Regions from separate parts of the Sparus aurata genome. Here region 1 is linked to region 2. A link is a contact called in public Hi-C data. All regions are on one chromosome and are shown on one strand. The core of a region is the stretch at or near the end of the contact, and the rest is flanking DNA. Distances in the headings are between cores, read along the strand shown. Region 1 holds the start of jagn1a (jagunal homolog 1a). Region 2 holds the start of LOC115588248.

The links. Hi-C and Micro-C count contacts between places; a contact is called where the count stands out from the background.
Region 1: a Hi-C map of an unstated tissue shows a contact between it and region 2, with 2.6 times the contacts expected there. The contact joins the promoter of jagn1a here to the promoter of LOC115588248 in region 2. A contact is called at or near these places in 2 of 2 Hi-C or Micro-C datasets (skeletal muscle and an unstated tissue).

Annotation. Positions count from the first base shown.
Region 1 is chr9:13,438,575-13,443,482 of fSpaAur1.1, forward strand. jagn1a (jagunal homolog 1a) reads right to left here and starts at 2,314. Exons shown (of 3, transcript XM_030428085.1): 1 at 2,159-2,314; 2 at 1,605-1,705; 3 at 439-1,483. The coding sequence starts at 1,693. The coding sequence ends at 1,021. It overlaps col8a1a (collagen, type VIII, alpha 1a), which reads right to left. Exons shown (of 3, transcript XM_030427322.1): 3 at 2,667-4,908. The coding sequence ends at 4,525. tfg (trafficking from ER to golgi regulator) reads right to left here and starts at 230. Exons shown (of 8, transcript XM_030428084.1): 1 at 78-230.
Region 2 is chr9:13,303,293-13,308,152 of fSpaAur1.1, forward strand. LOC115588248 reads left to right here and starts at 3,435. Exons shown (of 23, transcript XM_030428700.1): 1 at 3,435-3,640; 2 at 4,273-4,361. The coding sequence starts at 4,305. LOC115587489 (a long non-coding RNA gene) reads left to right here. Exons shown (of 3, transcript XR_003985061.1): 2 at 260-349; 3 at 832-1,527.

The sequences.
Region 1 (4,908 bases), core at 1,064-3,563, 130 kb after region 2:
AGCTCAAATAGAAACTGCTGAGTGGTTTAAACTGCGTTATACTACGGTTGGACCCCAAACACAAGAACATCTATTACCTGAATCAGACGACTTGACCACGCTGTATTTCACAGGTTTCCACAAACCGTGAAAATTAAATATGTTAGCTAGCCTAGCTGAGCCCGGGTGCCAGCATCAGGAAGTGTCCTCCAAACTGTAAACGTCAAACAGTACGTGGCATTCCGTGCGCGCAGCCGCAGACCGTTTGGGACAAAGTGCGTTGGTGATTGACTCGCCTAATTGTAAAGACTGATGATCAAGCATCAATTGTGACAAGCTCAATCGCATTCATTTCATTGTTTCTAGTCAGTTTATTTGGCATAAAATGCACATTTAAATCGTAAACACAGGCTTAATAAATCAACTTTCTGATGCTGAATGAGGATACAGACAGGCAGCTACTGTGATTATGACCTTTATTTTTAAATAGGCTGGATGCAATCTGAAGGGGGGAAAAAGACATTGTGATGGGTAGACTTATTGAATGGTACAACATCAGCACATCTGCAACACAGGCAAGCCTTCTTCCATTCGCATGAACAGTACTAATTTCTAAGCAAAATATGTATGTTGGAACAATTATGCCCTCACTGATGTATAAGTAAAACACCTCTACATCTATACTGTTTGAATCATGGCAACATTTTCAGAGTGATAACAATGATGACCTGGTTATCAATGATCTATTTCACTGTTTGGAGAAAAGCTGCAAATCAGACTCAGTCGGAAGAGGGTACAAAGCAAATAAATGCCATGTTTATAGATGTTGTTGAGTGGGCTTTGAATAAATAAAGGTGACAAAAAAAATCCGGGTTCCTGCATAAATTGTACATTTTACTCTATTCTACACTGTTGTCTAATATAATGTTACATGATAATATCTGTAATAACGATAACTTGACATGAAGACTCATAACTGTATGCACACATTAAGAAAAAAAACCCCCACAGTTTTGCCCAGTCACAGCTTTGGTCACTCCATTATTTCTTCTTCTTCTCCTGAGTGGTGTTAAACCACGAATCTAACAGCTTCTTCATGTAATATAACTGCCATGCATGCACCTGAACAGCAACCACCATGATGAGGTACATAACAGTCACTGCAGAGAAGCCGAAAATGAAGCGGTAGGCCTTTCCTTGGCGGTAGAGTTGCTGCGCTAGAGGAAACATCTCCATTCCACCATATATGAGGGGTGCTATGGAGAACAACCCTGCGCTGATCATGGATATGACCAGGTAACTGATATTGTTCTTTGGAAGAGACAGGCTGCTGCAGAGCAGAGGGAGCAGGCTGAGCAAGTAGGGGTACTCCCACTGGTATGGCATGGACACTGTGTCATGTGACACCAGCTCGAATTGGCTGACAGTCACTTGTGCCGCCACCAGCAGCCAGATGAGAAGATGGACCAGGTTTAACTTCCGTACCTCTGACTTTAGGGAAGCACTGCAAAACCAATAACAGATAACGAGGTGTATTAATGACCCTTTTCGATGTTCTTGGTGTTTTGAGGTTACATTTGTATTTAGTGACCAGTAGTCTTCAGAAACATATATAGGGCACTTGCCTCATTTGGTATTGTGGCGCTATCCTCTCTCTGTGTTTGAAGTCACTTCCATTGGTGCCAGCAGCTCTAGGGCCCACACGTGATGTCATGATGAGGGAAACCTATTTACACAAGAGACACATCACATTTCACAAGCCAACACTTGACAGAACAACGACTGCAATTATTAATTTACTGATTCAATCGTTTGGTCAGTAATATGTGCAGATACAGGGAAAAGTGCAGCAACAATTTCCTAAATTCCTGATGTAGCTATCAGAGGAGAGGAAGAACATGAAAAGGAACACATTGTCAGGAAATCAACCGCAATAAACAGCTGTTTATTTTGAAAATGACTCATTTTAGGAAGACGAAATGAGCTGCTAACCGATTTAAAGCAGGCTAGCCTGTTAGCTTCTGCTGCTATTTAACCTAATTCAGCACTACCTTTACTGAGATACGTACTGTCTGTTGGGGCTGGCGTCGTTTTTATCATTAGCAATTTCAGCAGAGAACACACAACGCCAAGCGGTGTTCATACACAACGTTAAAATTCAGTCGCTAACAATGCTTACCGTTGCGTATTTCCGTGACGTTTGACTGAGCTGCTTGTTTGAATTTGTACTAACAAAAGATGTGACAGATGGATGTTGTAAGCAGCTGTGCGCATGCGCACAATCTCACTAGAAAGCTCTCCTTCCGCAGCATCCACATCTCTCCTCACAGCAGACTGCCAGCTGGAGCCATGACCCCCATTCATGGTTTGAACCGGAAATGACCCTTTCATCACGCCAGAGGGCATTTTTCCCCCAGACACATTCTCACTAAAAGCTGCACCAAAGATAACTAAGCATCCACTGTCTTACCTGATCAGTGTTGGTTCATATCCATGGCATGTCATCGTCAACCTAGCAGGTAACGACATTTTTCGGTAATCAGATTTACATTTCTCCATAGATGAGCCCACACAATTAATTTAACCAGGTAGTTTTCAACTGATGTACCGGCCTCTGTCTCATAGGTTTGATTTGCTTTCTGTGAGCTTACAAACAGAGATGTGAACAACACTCTTTTTTTTTTTTCTTATTAAACTATTTTTATTTAGAAAAAAACAACATGGACAATAATAACAAACAGGAAACTTTCAGACATAAAATCTTTGGTTACAACAACAGTATTAGCACCGTGGTTAAAAGGAGAAATACACATGAATTGTCCTTTAAAAATGTTCATACTATATAATTTATAATATGATACTATAATGATTTTTTCCATTGCATGTACATGTTCAGCGGATAAAATAATAAATTACTGACATAACTGTTGTTATGAATTGCTGCGACATTCAAAATCCAAATGTATTTCTTATACACTGCAAACCTGACATGGAGACATTCAGCACACCCAGGAAGCTGCAGAACTTACTTTGGTTTTCTAACTTTTAAACAAATCACATCAGAGCGACTGGATTACAAATCCAACAAGTGTTTCATTTCAATAAAATCCATAAAAATTGTTTCCCAAATGGATAAGGCTTGCAAAACAGTAACAGAGTATAATCGGTTGAATTTTAAGTAAAAAACACTGAGTAAGAATACATTTTACCAATTGGTTTGACTTCCAACAGCAGGATTCACTAGAACACTGCTCAATCCCCTTTGAGTCTTAAAACTGTGAACTGCAAATGTTCACAGACAGGGTCTGGGCTTCCTGATATTTGCCAGATTTAACTCGCACCTGTAATATTCTGGGGTTGAGTTAGTGTTACAGTGATGCTGCATAGTGCTGACCTTTATTTATACTGTGGTGTTGTGTTTAATATTGTTTATGGAGTGGTTTTCATCATTCAGGGCAATGTGGTGTGTGTTTGACCTTTGTATTTTTGCACAAAAAGTGTTTCTACTACACCCATAAACTGACAAGCATTTAAACACAAAATTCATATTACATTCTCACTCGTTGACTCTCACTCATGGGAGCAATTGTCAGTTAGCAAAATACATCATGCATGTTATAATTTAATTTTGATTTAATGTCTTTGGTGCTCCTATAAGTGAGCACAATAATTGCCATTAATAGGTCACCACCGATACAAGTCGTCCCTCGTATGTGTAAAGTCTTCGCACATCTGAAGTGGAAGTCATTTAGGCTGACCCCAAACTCTATTTAGGAAACTTAATTCTTATGTTGGTGAGACTTGCACCATTTACAAGTTACCTTTTCCACAATCTCAGCATTTTGCAGGTTACATGACCAGAAGTATGTTTACCTTTAAAACATGTATAAACTGCTGAGATGCATACTTTGCAATTTCATTCTCAAGAGGCATTTTACATGCTTGTCATCATAATACAGAGACAAAAACTGTATTCATACAAAGGTACACATGCAAATAGATTTCCTACTAAGTTGAATAAGTCTTCATGTGCTCACATTTTTCACTACATGGGGTAGCTGCCAGTTTTTAAGAGGTATGGAATTGACACTTGTGGAACAGTTTTATTAAATGTGTTGTTTGTTTAATCTTTTTGCATACACTTCACATTTTCCCTTCTTATGTTTCTACTTAATAACAAGTTGCACTATTTTGGGTTTTTGGCACTCTTGTGTTCAAAAGCACATTGACAGCCATCCTTAAAGTTTTCTTTGAATGTCTTTTTATACATTCTTTTATATCTTCAAAGCTGTAAAAGAAAACATCTTTGCTCCAATTTCAGGTTGTACCCCAAAAGCTGCTGTATATACAGACTGTGATACTCCTTATTTTCCTTAAGATATTTTATCTTGTCCTGTCAGCTGTGCTGACAAGATCAAGAGTTGGTTGACTTCACATTGCTAATACTGCTCAGTCTAAGGTGACTTATGATCATGTTTTATATTATAAAATAATATGCTACCACTTTGTTGTCACTGAAACCTCTCTATCCCTGGAGTTGTAGTTTTACATCGGATATAACAAATACCCGGAAAAGGAGGAGTGCACATACTGCCCAGCATAAAGTCCTGCAGCCTGATCCGAGGGCAGCTGAACATACACAGTGTCTCCAGTTTGGAGAGGTAATACTGCACTCCCTGATGCTTGATCTAGGAAACCCTTTTTGTATTCATCATATGTATACATCACTGGCTCATTGTTCCTCATCAAAGCCACCCACACATTAGCTCCTTTGCAATGAAAGTGGTAGGCAAAATAATAAATGCCAGGCATGTCACAAGTGAATATTCCTGTCTCGGGGTTGTAGTTTTGGCGACCATTGTACAAAAGCTTGTCAAAGACGACTGGAGTGCCCACAGGTGGAAAGGGAGTTGTTACTACAGCTGTGAA
Region 2 (4,860 bases), core at 2,185-4,684:
CTCAAGCATATGATCCGTTTCTTCCATCTTTGAACGCACCGTATGTGAAGACACATCATTTTAAAACAATGTTTATAATGATTTATAGACTTTAAGTGCATTTTTCCAATGTATTCAAACCATCTATCTTTGGGTCAAAAACATTTATGATATTTATGAAAATACTATGCAAAACATCTTATTATGTCTCTAAAGCTTCAGTGCTGTTTTTCCTGCTTTTTCTCATTATATCACCTAACTTGTTTGTTTCACATTCCAGCGACCATCTACGTGGTGAGGAAGATCCGGGCTTCCATTGCTGAGGGAGAGCAACTGGAAAAGCCCATCATAACACCATGTAGTGCTATTGGTAAGATCATGAAAACAACCAATGTGACAACTTCTGCAGAGCACACAGCAATGACTCAGAATTCAAGGACTTGCAAAATAAGAATGAACCCTAAATGGAGACTCTGAAGAACACATTGCTTTTTACTTAAACTGTATGATCCCTGCAGGTATTTTAGCTTTTGCAGGATGGTCAGCTGACTGGTTCGTCTTCAGAGAACAGCAGGCTTTTATTAAACTGTGCCCCATGTTACTTAATGCAAGTGTTTGATGAATCTCTCTTTTCTTTCATATGATCAAAATCTGACTTTTCTTGATAAATTAAACCTTTTTGCACAGTAACCTGCTCAGACATTGTCCCTAATTTATCTCACCATTATGTCATGCTGCATGCCCATGAGATTAGTGGTATTAGAGGTAGGGAAAGAGTGTGCATGTAGGCTTATGGAAGAGCATTATAATGCACATGTCTGTGACTCACATGGTTGTTCCTTTTCTGCTTAGCTGAAATGAGAGCGGGACATGAGTCAAGAGGAAACGCCCCGGTGGCGGCACTGATCTCCGGACCGGATGATGGTGTTAGTGGAGCAGCGGGCTCGGGGACGTCCTCAGAGAGAGCTGCGCAGAAATGTGGCTCCTCCTGACGTTAAAGATCACGCTGGACACTGGACTGTTGACACCTTAAGGGGAAAACATAATTTGACATCTCTGTACTTTAGCATTAAGGGTACAATAAAACACTTTGATGATTCCATGTATATACAGAATACATACAATGGTCAGCTTTCATTTTTTCAATAAGCAAAAACTGTACATTCATGGACAATACAAAGAACAACACTCCACTGCTGTCCAGTGTCCATGCTGAAGTCAGTGATAAAAGTCCAGCTCCCAATGATGCACATTGAGGCCTTTTTCACAGCAGATGTTTTGACTTACCAAAGGACAAATGCGGTAGAGCTAATTAATGATGACTCTCTCCCATTGAGAGTTACACACAATATTACAGGTACCTGGATGTAATGGAGACATTCATGTTATTATATGCATTTGGTTAGTCAACATTACATTTTCTGTGAAAAGGGCCTGTATTTATGTACTGCAGTGTTTGAAGGCCAACTCACCAACCTCTGTCCAGGGGCTGAGCAGGCCTGATGTTTCTGCTGCTGAATAAATAAATTAAAAGAAAAAAAAGCTCAACAAGTGATGTTTGTTTATTTGCATATAGTATACTTGCAATACTTTTTAGGCTGACTGAATTGACTATTGTGGAAGAAATATAATTCTTCCGGGACATGATATCTCCAAACAATAGGAGGTCATACGTGTCTTGTACAGACATTAAAGTCTGGATAATGATACTGATGACTGCTCTACGAGCAATCTTCTCATGGTCTCTGCAACCTAGATACTCAGAGCTAATGTAGATATGTCTACAGAACAGATGTCTGACGAACCAAGCCACAGCTAGGCTAACTGTTTGCGTAAACCTCATAAGGAGGCCTTCGATCTATCTACTAGCATACTAAATGTCTCTGACCTATTATACCTCTTAGTCCTCTGGCTAGAGGGGAGAGATTCTGCATCACCCCCCTTGCTATGTTGTTACACAGATAACGATGTATGGGAGCACTGCCTCCTGAAGCTGTAATATATCATTTGGACATTGGGGAAGACTTGGGAGGATTATCATGGCAACACTCTGTGCAGACAGACGTGATGTTATGTTGCTCCTCCGAGATCTTGTTTTATAAACTACCTCAACGTAAACCATCGGTGTGTCTGAGTCTTCTTCATCTCTCCTGAATGGTTAAGTAAGACGAAATTCCACAACATTGATGAAGAAATTAAACCTTGTGTTTTTAGCAAAAAGTATTCAGAGACCTTTGTGATGACATTTTGAGTTGCAGCACAGGCATAACTCGAAATGTAAATGATGACAGCTATCTGATTATTAAATACACCTGTGCTCTTCCTGCTATTACAAGTTAAATTGTATTCCTTAAAAAAAAGGTCATATTAAAAAAGGAAGTGTGAACATGTTGACTGTTGTAGTGTAGTGCTTATGCACTTTGCTAACACTAGAAACATGGCATGGCTGGTTAAACCGGTTCTGATGCCCCTGCTGACTCCAACTTCCCATAAAGCACAGTGGACAAAACACTACAAATATCAGGAGCCATTTAATAGTAGTTCAAAAATGAAAGTTACCAGGTTAACAAAAAGCAAAGGCTAGGCTAAAGCTGGGATGTCTTGGTCTCTGTGAACAAACAACAATTTGAAAGTAGACCTGCTAGTGCCCTGCTGGAAAAAAACCTGCTGGTCTATGCTGGTTTTTCCAGCAGGGTGGTGCAAAAGGATACATAAGGGGCTCACCAAGCCCAGGATTAATCTTCTGGGGATTTACTATGAATGTCACTATCATAAACTTCATGACAACCCATCCTATATTTGTCAAGATATCAGTCTAGAGTGAAGGCCTAGTGAAGGACTTAACTGGCACATCCTCACATCAGGCCTTTTTCAAAGCAGACATCAGCTCGACATAGTGCACACTGGAAGGTGAAAAGTGGAGTCTGTTTGAAGTGGATGTTCAAGATGTAAATAGGCTAATTTCTTTTCAAATAAAGTTTGGGGCTTCAAGATCATTGGATAATTTTCATGTATACGTTTAAAACAAGTCCCCATCTACTTAAGTTGTTAAGGAGAATGCTGCAATGCTGTTTTGCCATGAAGCTCCAGAAAAGTTTATAGGACACAGAAATTCACATCGACATGAGGGTGAATAGATAATGACTGAATTAAATTTTTTGTGAGAACTTATCCTGTTCGTGCTCCAGTAAGCTATGATGCTCACCCAGCATGCATAATTCTTAGCAGAATACAGCCAGCAGTTATTAAATGCCCCTTTTTTCTGCTATTACATGTCAAAAAGCCTGTCGTGATTTTTCTCCTCTGGGAATTTGGTCCCTTCGTATTGTGATTTATAATCTATTTCTGCCATCTTCCTATCCAATGTCATAATGGTAATTCACATTGCACACCCCACCCCTCAGCCCCACGCTGCTGCTCAGGGGGAACTAACTTTAATCACTTGTGCCTCTCGCTCTTTTTTCTTGGTGCACTTCCGGTGTGCGCCGGAAGTTGGTCAAAATATTGAAGCGCCTGGTAAATAATGTTAGCAACAGTGTAAAACTCAGCAGAATGTGCACCTGTTATGTTTGCAAGGTGCTGGTGGAAACGCCGGAGGGAAAATAGGTGTCTACATTCTCAATAAATTCTCTGTTAGCATCAGGTGACGCGCTGGCCTGAGGTAAGCTGTAACTCTCCTACGTTTAGCTAGCTCTTTGCACAAAGTAGCATTGGCGTTGCTGGGTCAGTCGGCCGACGCCATCGACAGCTTGATGAGGTTTTCTTTGTGACCAGGTACTTAGAAAAAATCCACTTTGAGTGCAAACATGTGGTTGTTGCGGGTGTGTGCATTAAAGGACTACAACACGGGGGGTTTGTTTTTATAGGTCTCTGTGCAACATAAACACCTTCAGAGGAGGCATTCAGGGTTTTAACGCTATCTCTCAATCAAGAATCTCTCCGTGTCTTTAGGAATTAAATAGAGAGCAGGCAGGTTGCCACCCCGCTAGTTTACCCTCATGTTTCCATCTCTTCAAGAGTGCACATCATCTGTGTTAGGGATCAGTCGCTGTTGTTATAGTACAGCTTGTAAATTTTGTTGGTCATGACATTGTTGGCATTTAATTCACACTATGTGTCTTCCAACAGAACACTGTCAATTTAAGTGGATTGTGTCATGTTTTCTTAGCAGATTAGCATACCTTAGTTATTGCTTGGAGAGTGTATCATTTCTGTATGACAACCTTGTCCTACAGGATTCACTTGAATTGATAGAGGCAAGCTGTTGTAATTTCCTGTATGTGTTTCTTGCAGTGTTCTTGCTGTGCCTTACTAAAGCGTGGACCATGATGGAACGAAAAAAAGCCTTAACTATCCCATTTACTGTAGACAATGATACATTGGTATGTATGGCACATGTTTTAGAAATACCCAGTTTGCATGACATGCTTTTTAACGTGTGCGCTTCTAGTGAGCAGTCTGCTTGGTTGCTTCTCATTCTAGCAAGATACTGTAGTGACGCTTACATTATTGCTGCCATCATAAAGAGTGCGCACAACCTGCTAATAGGAAACTCAACGTGATTTTGTCTAATGGCTTTACTCTGTCATTTCTCTTGCAAACACCACATTGCCAAATTCTCTTTACCAGCAAGCACACTTTCCTGTTGTTAAAGGTGAATGTACGGTCATAGAACACAGAGAAAGCAGTGAATTTTTGCAATCCAGTCAGAGAATGTCAATTTCTTTGTCTGAAAAATGACTTATTAAGACAGATCTACCAAAACAGTGGCAGATTTATTACCTGCTGATTGACAAAATCAATTATCTGGCTATATTTTCAGCTACTTTGGATGCAACTGAACACATAACTCATGGCTCAAATTGTATCACTGTTTTACTA